Regions from separate parts of the Mus musculus genome. Here all the other regions are linked to region 1. The links are chromatin contacts, called in public HiChIP or PLAC-seq and Micro-C maps. All regions are on one chromosome and are shown on one strand. Each heading gives the region's core, a stretch centred on a gene start, on an enhancer-like site or on the middle of the called end of the contact. The rest is flanking DNA. Distances are from core to core; before and after follow the strand shown. Region 1 holds the start of Esrp2 (epithelial splicing regulatory protein 2). Region 2 holds the start of Tppp3 (tubulin polymerization-promoting protein family member 3). Region 3 holds the start of Ripor1 (RHO family interacting cell polarization regulator 1).

Region 1 (3,500 bases), core at 528-3,027:
AAGGTGATAAAGCAAAATACCAAAGACTTTGAAGTTCTGGAATTGTTTTAATATGGGGAATGCCTGGTTGAGAGAACCAGAGTCGAATGAATGGAGCCGCTCAATTCTGTTGACTCTTCAGATTCGTTACCTTGCAGAAACCTGGGAACAGCCGCTTCTTTCCAGGGGGTTCGGAACAGCCAGGGATTCCACAGTCAGCAAGATCTCCCGAGAATCGGGAGGCGAGGTCTACAGGTTGAAAGGGGAGCCTTGCTCGGAGGTTGTGGGTAGAAACCGATACCAGTAGCTCTGGGATAACTGGGTAGGGAAGCCAAGACTCTGCCTCACTGAACCTGAGCCTGTAGCGAAGACCTTGTGAAGTTTAAATAGTCAGGACGATGGGTTGCAGGGGTGTCGAGAAGGAACTAGTTGGAAGGGAGTGTCCTTACCGGAAAGCCTGGACTGACGCAGGCGCGCTCCGGAATGGGAGGGAGGAGGGGAGGGGCTTTACCTCAAGGTTTCACTGGGTTCCTAGAACAAATATTTGACATTCCAGGCTTATCGTGGTAGCGGGGCTGAGTAGGCAGGCTCCGGGTGGGCCGCCTGGTGAAGGGTCTCAGGGTGTGCGCTGCGGCCACTTCTCACTATATTGGGTCGCTGTGTTCCTGCGCTATTGTGTGGACAAACCCAGAAGGCGCACTATACATTCTAGGTCCTCTGGCTCCGCACGACCTTCCTTGGGCATGAGTTAGGGATGCACCCGGGCTCTGGGTTGCCTTTTATCCAAGACCGATAGGAAGCAGCCCGCTTTTCCAAACACACAAGGTTCTTCTTCAGCCGGTGGCATCCTGTATTCTAAGTCCCACGCCAGTACCTTTTTACTCTCGCCAGAGTACTAATTACAGTCGAGTAGGTGGGAAACTATCCTGAGCCCACAGGGCGGCCTGGAAACAACAGTAAGGGAGTTTCACCAAACTGCATGGGATGAATGGGACTCTTCTGAACTGGGTTGGGGGATGCAGACTCAACTCTACACATCTCAACTCTAGCCGCTCTCTGCTGGAGTGCTTTCAATAGCCAGATAACACTTCTATCATCATCCAAGAGAGACAAAAACAAGCAGGCAAACCCCAAGTGGGGTTGGTAGGCTGAACTTCCAGATCTCTACCAGCAGACACGGCTTCATTTAGGATACAGCTCTCTAAAGTTTAAGCACGATTTTCCTACCTTGGCACCAAGGCCTGAGCCTTCAGGTCCACAGTAACGTGCGCCTTGCACTGCCGGCACTACGCCGACCCGACACCTGTATGGGCACGTCCTTCTCTGTGATCTCTAGTGACCGCCCACAGTTCTAAGAACCCTTGATCTTTACCTCCCTCCCTTTCCCCAACGGATCTCTCTCACCGACTTCCAGTGGATACCTGGTAGCGCTCACTGTCGGCTTTTGACCCTTTGTAACTTCCATTAACCTCAAGCCAGACGTCGCGACCTTTTATAGTCCCTAGATTGCCTCCTGTTGAATTCCATGGGTCTTGCGTGACCCTTGCAGAATGGAAAGAGGCCTCTGATCCTGCACATTCTTTTGCGGAGGACTCAGAGTGCCTGCTAGAGAGGAAGTAGGAGAAAGAATGGATTCGTCCCAGGAGTCTCGCCGGACTGCAGCAAGAGGTGGGACTCCAGCCGGCGAGCGCACGCCTCAGCAGAAGTGAGCTCTTGCCTCCTGGGCAGGGTTTTGGCCCTCCCGCGGGGTTCCCTGGGCCGTCCTGATCACGTGGCCTCTCCGGGCCGCAGGTAACTCGCCGGAGTAGGCAGGGATAGGCAGCCGCACCGCCCAGCCCCAAAGGGCACCGCGGGCGGGTCTCTGCAGCTCCCACTACACCCGGCCGCAGGTGCCGCCCCCAACACACCGGATCCCGCCCAAGCTCGTCTGTCTGCTGTCGGTCGGTACGTGTGTGCGCCTCGTCGGTCCGCGTGTGTGGCCGAGCGCCCCCTTCCTCTGCGGCCATGACTCCGCCGCCGCCGCCGCCCCCACCCCCGGGCCCAGATCCCGCAGTAGACTCGGCCACAGACCCTTGTCCCGAACCTCAGTCGCTGGTGGTTTTGTTCGGGGCCACTGCCGGTGCGCTGGGGCCGGACCTAGGCTCGGACGAGACCGACTTAATCCTCCTAGTTTGGCAAGTGGTGGAGCCGCGCAGCCGACAGGTAGGGTGGGAAAGAGGGGACCTCGGGACGCTTCAGAGCCTGTTGAGGCACAGCGGCTCATGGGGTTACCCTCGGTGCTTTTAGGTGGGGACGCTGCACAAGTCGCTAGTTCGCGCCGAGGCGGCTGCCCTGAGTCCACAATGCCGCGAGGCGAGTGGACTCAGCGCAGACAGCCTAGCGCGGGCGGAGTCCCTGGACAAAGTGCTGCAACAGGTGAGCGTGGGGGCCCGCGTGGGTGGTGGAACTGCGGAGTGGCAGGGACACTACTTCGAGGGGGAGGGGAGGAGGGGAGACCTGGAGCGACGCGACCCAGTGGCACGGCCAGTAGGACAAGGTCTTGTTTGAAACTTTTGAGCGACTACCGCGTGGAAGCGTGCTAGGCCATTCCCAGAGCCACCTTACCTTCCAACCTTTACAGACATCCACTCCTGCCGAGGAAGTTGACAATAGCGGCTAAGGGATCCATCCCCCCGAGGCCCCTTCCTCTCCCTCCCACTCCCCCCGCTAGCAGAGGACACGTCAGAAATAGGGTCGAGGTGGGCTCAGGTTTAGCGGTAGATCACTTGGTCTCTGCCGCCTGCTCTCCTGGGAACCGCTGAAGCGAGGGCGTCGGGCGGTGTCTGCCTCGGGGGCAGACGCCTCTAGGTGAGGCCGGCTGGTTTAGGCCTGCCTGTCCCAGCTGACTGGCCAGGCGTGGGTGAGTGGGTGCTGTCCGAACATTATCTAGGGGCTACCTGCCCAATGAGCGCAAAGGCCTAGGCGCATGCCCCCTCCCATACCCACCCCGCACCCTGGCCAAGTGGGAGTGAGTTTTCCCTGTTTGCATTGCTCACTCACCCCATGACTGAGTTGTAATGAGTGTTAAGTCCTTTCCTCTTCTGACTCTCGTTCTTAATGAGAAGACCTACAGATGCCAGGTTACAGAAGGGCTCCAGGCCCACTGCTCACCTGGGAGGGTGCTGTAGAAAAAAATCTGGTTGCCTTGCTCTGTCGGCCTTAGATTGGAAAGTGTCACAGAATTGCCAAGGGAAAGGGCCGGATCGTGCTGGATAGCCTTCAGAGTGCCACCCACCCCCCTCTACGAGCAAACAGTTCTGTGCCAGTTGGTCGATGGGGTGTGGGTCAAAGCTCAGGCTGCTGCGAGTGGCCAAGTATGAAGCTCTGTCCTTGGTGGCTCTGTTCCTGGGTTGGTCGGACCAAGGGGCGGGGCTGCCATTGACCATGGGCCTTTTGGCCCTCGGGCAGGTGTGAACCTCCCCCACCTGTCTGAGGGTGGTGCCTGGTCCAGGACAGGTTTAACCTGCTTTGCTCCTCCCCTC
Region 2 (3,500 bases), core at 404-2,903, 670 kb after region 1:
TACAGAAAAAGAGGAAGCGGCGAGTGTATAGATTGCCCAGGTCTGGGGTCTTGGACCGAGAGCTCCCACTGCCCAGGTTACGGGGTGAGCGCCGCTCTCTGCTTGGATCCTATTGGATTAGTTCGTGGGAGGGAAAGGTTTTAAAGCCCTAGCTGCAGCCCTTATCTCAATCTAAGTCCCCCTCTGTGCGCAGAGACTGGGACTCCTAGCCGCCGCTCCAGCTCTTCATCTGATTCCACCAGTGCCAGCCCAGTGCATGCTGGTGGCTCTGCAGGCGCCTACTACTCGGCATCAGCTGAGTCCATGGAAGAGATTCCAGTGGCCCAGACGCGCCTGGGCAGTGCCGCACTGGGTGCCCCAGGAGCCAGGGGTCGAGAGTCTGGGCTGGCTCTACAGGCACGTTCGCCTGCTGTTTTTGTGAGCCCGAGCAGTGGCGAGCCCGGAACACCTGGAGGCGGCGACGGCCTGCCTTAGCCCACTAAGGCTAAGGACTAGAGGCAGGAGGGCCTTGACTCTATGCAACACCCCACATTCGCGTAACGAGTGCACTTTAGGGACCTCAAGGTCGACAGGATCGGCCTTCCTTACCCAAGACTCAGCAATATCCGCTCCACCAGCCCTGATGCCCCAATAAACTTTTTTTTTTTTTTAATGCTTTTGCGGACTTAATGCTTATTTTCATAGTGGAAAAATCCATGGATCTCACAGAAGCAGGACCACCATTGCTAGCTTGGGGCAGAGAAAGAGGGGCGGGTTAGGAAAGGTCTCTGGACAGGGTTTTTCTTTTAAGTGTTGGGAATCAAAAACATGGGGTCTTGTTCAAGAACTACCACTCTCCTCTGTCCCTTCTCCCATTTCCCAGGGTAGCCTCGAAAATTTGAATCTACTGCTTCAGTCTCCCGAATCCCCAGATTGCAGGCTTGTGCTACCACACCCACCCAGCAAGGTTTATTAATTAATTAATTAATCAATTAATATTTAGTATTTTTATTTAGTTTTTTATTTAGTATTTGCAGTTGGAAACTGAAGAGGAAGCAGGCTAGGGAGGCGCATTGGAACAAGAAGCTGTGAGGCGGGGAGACGAGAATGGGAGGAGGCAGCCATTCTCCGAAATTTAGGAATTGCTGCCACAAAAGTACCCAGCATTTGGGGGGGTGGGGTGGGTAAGAATGCGTGATCCACTGATTGTCTCAGTCTTCTAGTGCTTCAGAATGTGGCCTGCTGAGAACCTAGGAATGAGTGAATGCCACAGGGTTAGCGGCAGCTGTGGTCTTGGAGCCAGCTGTAGATCCTTGTCAATGAGGGGCGGGATCCCCTTCTTCAGTTCAGCTCCTAGACAATCTCAGGTGGATTCTTTCAGCAGTCCCTTGAGGGTTGGGGACAATGGAATTTGGGGGGGGGCTGTTTTCCCATTGGCCATGGGAGTTCCTATCTTAGGACATCCAGGACTGCAGAGGGCAGCTCTGACCGCTTGAGGACCGCGGTTGAAGGGGAGGAGCAGGATAAGGCTGTCGCTGCAATTCTGCGGGCCCAGCGCCCACAGAGCACATAGGGCGGGGTCTGGTGGGAGGAGCTAGCGTGACCTTGGTCACTCTCCCGCCGAGACAGCCTAGGGGGTGGGACTCACTGTCTCTATGGTGACCGAGAAACAGGGGATAATACTACGGAGCCGCCCGGGCTGCAGTCCCGCCCGGGAGCCGGCAGGGAGCGGAGCTGTGGAGCCTCCTGGTCTCCAGCATCAGTTCCTGGGTCCTGTCCGAAGGCACGCTCAGGAGCAGCCAAGCGGTAGAAGCCGGTAGGAGACTGAACATCGACCACCCTAATTCGTATCCCCCAAAAGGAGGGGTGGGTGGGAGCAGCCTGAACCAACCTCAGATGGTACTGAGCTGAGCCTATCAGCTGAACACCCCGGCCCTGGCCCCAAGGGTTCCACACACACTCCTGCCCCCACCTTCTTGCCAGGCTGATTGATGACTGCAGCTGTCCCAGCAGGAGCTGACGAGCGGATTCAGTTCAGAGGCATGAACACTGTGCCCAGGGTCTGAGGACCCCAGAGCAGCTGCTGTGATTCTGTTCCACATCAACAGCCCCCAAATTCATCTTCCCATAGACAGGAGTGAGCAGTAGCCTCAGGATCCTCCCATTTCCTTGAGAAGAGCATCATGTAGCACCCCAAACTCCCCTGGACACATTTACCTGTGGTGTTCAAGTACAGGGCTTTGGGTCCCCGGGCGGGTTGACATCTTTGGGAGAGGCAAAGGGTGTGGCGGACCCCATTTACAGACCCACAGAGGTCCCTGCAGAGTGCAATCTCTGGGTTTCTGAGTCTTAAAAATTGCAACTTATGGATGAGTAGGTGTGGTCACCAGAAAAGGCCTTTCAGTGTGGACCAACTAGTAATGGAAGAAGAGGAAGTTGTTCGGGGGCCAGGTTGTGGTCATTGGACACTTTTTTTTTTTTCCCCTAAGAGGCAAGGTAAAGATGGTGGCTGAGAACAGGAGGCTGCAGTGGGTGTGGTGATGGTGGTATGTCTTAACATGATGCCTGGCGATGCCAGTGCTGGTTAGACTCTGAGGGGCTTTAGGTCAGGTCTGTGTCAATAGCTTTAGCATATGAGTAAAGAGAGAGTGCTGAGGGTGTGGTCAGGGAACTCTGCGCGTGTGTGGTGGTGGGTGTTCAATGCTTTGCATGGAAGTATGGAAGTGTTACTGCATAGACTGGGAGATTTCAAGGCAGGGCTGTGTCAGAAGCTGTAGCTATATGGATGAACGGGAATGCTCCAAGGGTATGGCCAGGGGGCCTTTGTAAGGGTGCAGAGTCCAGCTAGTGACTGTGGTTGGGGTCTTCAGGATGTGAGTTAAAAGGATGCAAAATGGATGCAGTGTACACAGGGTTTGATTTGGAGAGGGACTTTCAGGGTGGGGCTGAGGGTGTGGTCAGAGATCTGCAATGGAGCTCTGAGGAGGGTGTGGTCAGGGGTCTGTAGTAGGACATGCACTTGACTGCAGGGCTGTGGGCATGCTGGGGAGGAGTTTCATTGCAGGGGTCTTAATGTCTGTGTGGGGATGGAAAAGGAAAAAGGGTCAAATTCAAGGCTTTGGGTGTGGGTGGAGGAAGCCTCGGTGCAAGGCTGTGGGTATGGTTAGTGGGTACGAGGCAGAGGGTGTGGAGGGCCAGGGCTCAGTGCATCTGAGCTATGGGAACGTGGACAGGCGTGGTCACGCTCAGTGAAAAGAAGACCTTAGTGGAGGGCTGAAGTGTAGACAACGGGATTGTGCCTCAGTGAAGGATTGAGGCACCAAGATCATGGCCCCATGGAAGAATTTAGGGGCTACTGTCCAAGTCTCTACCCAGGTTTCTTCGTTTCCCACTCTTAAGCTCCACAGACTGGAAGCTACAGCTTCAATCAGTGGCAAGGGGCCAGGAAGCCACGGTTGTGCCCTAGGCTTAGGGAGTGCTGGTATGCCCCACCCTTGGGCCCCTGATCCCCAGCCCAGCCC
Region 3 (3,500 bases), core at 284-2,783, 530 kb after region 1:
TATGGCCTAAGACCCCCACCCCACCCCGGAACCGGGTGGAGACTACTTAGTGGCCTCACTTCCTGCCAGCCTCCTCCCTGGTCAGCTGGTCACATTCCCTGTCCCGCCGCGTTCTGGGAGCTGGACAGCCTCCCCCGGCTAGGTCTGGCTAGGTCGCGAGTCCCAGCGGTGGCGGATTGGGAACGCTCTGACTCACTCTCGCCCTCCTCGCCTGGTTTTCCACCTAGGCAGATCCTAGTCCAAACGCCTTGTGCGCTCCCCTCCCTCCCACCCAAACCCAGGCCCAGGGACTGCTCATCTCGCTCTGCTGCCCACAGGGCCCAGGACTGTGTGGGAGGTAGACGAGGGAGCCTTGGCAGTCCTTGTCCGGCTGTAGTGCTCCCAACCCCCACTGTCAATACTAGAGAGGTGGATAGTGAATTCTTGCTTCTTCCCAACCCAGCTGTGTGACCTTGAAAATGCTGCTAACCTCTCTGGCCCAGTATTTACATCTGCCAGATGGTCATACACCTTCTCAGAAGGCTGCATGTCAGTCGAATGTGCAGGTCCAAGACGCACGCAGCCACATAGACGGTGGCCAGGACACCGTTATTATTGTATTAGATTTTACACACGAGACCAGCCTGCACGCACATCAGAAATGATTTGGAAGGGCCGGTAAGAGAGGTCACACTCAGACTTAACTTAAGATAGGAGGACAGAGGGTCCTAAAAGCTGACATAGCCGGGGCTCTAGCCCTGGTTGAACAACCCCTTCCCCAAACCAGTTCTACAGGATGCTTAGTTCTGACTGTTTGCTGAGTCCCCATAGCAGCTTCCATTTCCAGGGACAGGGTCTGTCGACCGCCGCCAAAACGACCTTCTCCAGCTTCAGCTTCGGTTTGGGTGGAGAGTGTGGCCTCGGGCAAATTCAGTCTTCAGTCACCTCGGGCCTGGCCCCAAAGCAGCTTAGGTCGACCAGGGCCAGGAACACTAGCTAGCTCATCTAGGGGGTCTCCTGCACCCTGTCGCCCCGTTCCCATTCCCAGATCAGCCTCTGCCGCACCGCAGGCTCCAGGATAAAGCCAATCCCAGGCCCAGAAAGGCGTCTCAGGCTCGCCCTCGGGCCTGCCCACAGTGGAGCCCCGGGGCACTGCCGTGGCGGCCTGGGCGCGGAAGGGAAGGGAGGAGGCGGCGGGCGCGGCAGAGCCGGAGGCGGCGGCTTTTGTGGGGCGAAGCTGCGTTCTCCGTGCCCGGGGTGGGGGTGGGGGTGGGGAGAAAAGACACGGCGCGATCCGGGTCGCGAGAACGGGGTGAGGCGGGACCCGGTCGCAAGTCCGGGAGCCGATGGGCGGCGCGGGTGCAGGACGCACGGGATCCACAGCTCGCCCCTTCTCCCCGCCACGGCCTTAGGAAACGGCGCGGACACTCACATGGCTGCGCTGGGCTGCAAGGACCTCGCGCTGTCGGTACTCTCGGCGTTGCCCGGCCTGCTCGCGCTGCAGCTGCCGCTGTCGCCGCGGCCGGCGCCTGCCCCTCCCTCCTCTCCGCCGCCCCGCCCCGCCCCTCTGGGCCCCACCTCCTGCGCTCCCCTCCGGCTCCCGCACCCCGAAGGGGCGCCCACAGCTCGCTCCGCCTTCGCGAGTTACCCGGCAGAGTGGTCTGCCTACCGTGTCAACCAGCTTGTGGAAAGGGAGAGCGAAGGGAGAGCGAAGGTGTCTGCGGGAACCGGACAGCTTCCTGGGAACTGCATGCAGACCTTAAATCTGGGGTAGGGGGCGCTAGGGAACCCCTCCTACTTGCCTCTTACCCAGATCTCTGCAGCTCTAAAGACCTCAGGCTCCCTTCCTGTCACCATAAACAGGTTCTTGGAGCTGACACGGAAAGTTGGGGTGGTTGGAGGAAGTGCTTAGGGTCTGGAGAGGCTTAGATAAGGGAACCAGAATCTGGCCTAACCGTCGCACACCTTCTGGGTTGAAGTTCTGCCCCTCATCCCTTCCCACTTTTTCAGCCAGCCTCAGTTTCCCGCTGTAGGATCAGAGAGCCTTTTCGACAACGTCTTCCTTATAAATAGGGCTCATAGCTAGGCCAGGCAAGCGTGTAACCACTCAGCGGGTACTGCTTTCTGGGGAGTTACAGATTTTGTTTCTGGGATATAAGTGACTAACCTGGTAAGGTCTGGGTATGCGTACTGGGAACATACATTGGCCATGGGGGTCAAAGGCAAAAATGAGTTATGGTGTAACAGAGAGCTGGCCTGACCAACAAGCTGACTCCAATCCCCTACCCCTCCCATTATTAACCAGATGCTATTAGCTCTCTCCAACCCCCTGTCCCTATCCTCCACCTCTTGGCGTTCCTGTTTCCTGCAACATCTCATCTTTTGAGGTAGGTCAGGCATACTCAGGGGTGGTCTGATGGATTTTAAGAGGTGCCTGAATTTCTGAGCCTGACACTGATCCTGAGCGTAGGTCTCAACAACCCGATATGGTAGGATTCTGGAATACCAACATCTTCATCCCCCTAGGCTCTTTCCAGAGACACCCTCAGCCTCTTTCTCAACCCTCCAGGCTTTTCCCCCAGAACACTTGCTTGTTCCAGAGCCCTGGATGCCCTTGTGAATGCCCCCATCCCTTTCCCAGGATTTTTTTTTCTTTTAAACACAGGGTCTAACACTATGTAGCCCTGGCTGTTCTGGAACTCTCTCTGTAGAGCAGGCTGGCCTCAAACACCCAGAGATCACCCAGAGATCTACCTGCCTCTGCCTCCCAAGTGCTGGGATTAAAGGCATGCGCCACCACTGCCGGGCTCTTTTTTTTTATTTTTTATTTAATTTATTTAGTTTTATTTTATGTGCATTGGTGTTTTGCCTGCATGTATATCTGTGTGAGGATGTCAGATCCCCTGGTACTGGAATTACAATTGTGAGTGATTGGCCTGTGGGTGCTGGGAATTGAATCCAGGTTCTCTGGAAAAAACAGCCAATGTTTTGAACTGCGGAGCCATCTCTCCAGACCCCCCTCCCCAGAACTCTCAAAACTTGTCGTCCCTGGACCTCTGGCTAGCTCTAAAGCTTCCCCCTTCAGCAAAAGATTCTTCAAGTACTTTTTCGGCAGATGACCTCTTCTCTTTTTTTCTCGGTCAAGTTTCTGACCAACTCCTCTCAGACCTTGAATCAGGACCAGGTAGCAAGCAAGCCACCTGCATGTAGGGAGGGGCCCTGTGCGTGAGTTAAGGAATCTGACTGTGGTATCTAAGCATTTTAGTGCAGAGATCAACACTGTCCTGGCTCCTAGTGGGAGTTTTGAAGGACAATTTGTTGAATGAAAGAGTGAACGAGCCAGTATCAGTAACCTGCTCTGTCAACCCTCCCTCCCCTCTCTTCTTGCCCCACCCCAAACTTCCATTCTTTTCTTGACTCTTCTGGGAATCAAATCCAGGAGCAAGTGCTCTCCTACTGAGCTACACTGTCTGTCTTTGGTCCACAGAGACGGGGCCTTGCTATGAGACCAGGCTAATCCC

The links. A called contact is a pair of places that touch in the nucleus more often than the background predicts. HiChIP or PLAC-seq counts read pairs in DNA pulled down with a chosen protein or histone mark.
Region 2: a Micro-C map of embryonic stem cells shows a contact between it and region 1, with 2.9 times the contacts expected there. The contact joins the promoter of Tppp3 here to the promoter of Esrp2 in region 1. A contact is called at or near these places in 2 of 39 promoter capture datasets (fetal liver and neural stem cells), 2 of 484 Hi-C or Micro-C datasets (both in embryonic stem cells), 1 of 115 datasets of contacts at active chromatin or transcription factors (pancreatic cancer cells) and 1 of 9 other capture datasets (pancreatic islet).
Region 3: an H3K4me3 HiChIP or PLAC-seq map of embryonic stem cells shows a contact between it and region 1, with 11 read pairs. The contact joins the promoter of Ripor1 here to the promoter of Esrp2 in region 1. A contact is called at or near these places in 5 of 39 promoter capture datasets (the C10 cell line, cranial neural crest, fetal liver and 2 more), 1 of 15 datasets of contacts at CTCF or cohesin (large pre-B cells), 2 of 484 Hi-C or Micro-C datasets (both in embryonic stem cells), 9 of 115 datasets of contacts at active chromatin or transcription factors (bone marrow-derived macrophages, double positive thymocytes, embryonic stem cells and 3 more) and 1 of 9 other capture datasets (liver).

Annotation. Positions count from the first base shown.
Region 1 is chr8:106,135,251-106,138,750 of GRCm38.p6, reverse strand. It overlaps Esrp2 (epithelial splicing regulatory protein 2), which reads left to right and starts at 1,777. Exons shown (of 15, transcript NM_176838.2): 1 at 1,777-2,181; 2 at 2,266-2,394. The coding sequence starts at 1,984. It overlaps 1810019D21Rik (RIKEN cDNA 1810019D21 gene), which reads right to left and starts at 3,351. Exons shown (of 4, transcript NR_040346.1): 1 at 3,130-3,351; 2 at 1,401-1,584; 3 at 1,207-1,282; 4 at 28-923.
Region 2 is chr8:105,469,575-105,473,074 of GRCm38.p6, reverse strand. Tppp3 (tubulin polymerization-promoting protein family member 3) reads left to right here and starts at 1,653. Exons shown (of 4, transcript NM_026481.3): 1 at 1,653-1,795. It overlaps Zdhhc1 (zinc finger, DHHC domain containing 1), which reads left to right. Exons shown (of 14, transcript NM_175160.5): 13 at 6-84; 14 at 194-652. The coding sequence ends at 474.
Region 3 is chr8:105,603,262-105,606,761 of GRCm38.p6, reverse strand. Ripor1 (RHO family interacting cell polarization regulator 1) reads right to left here and starts at 1,533. Exons shown (of 22, transcript NM_001081241.2): 1 at 1,412-1,533.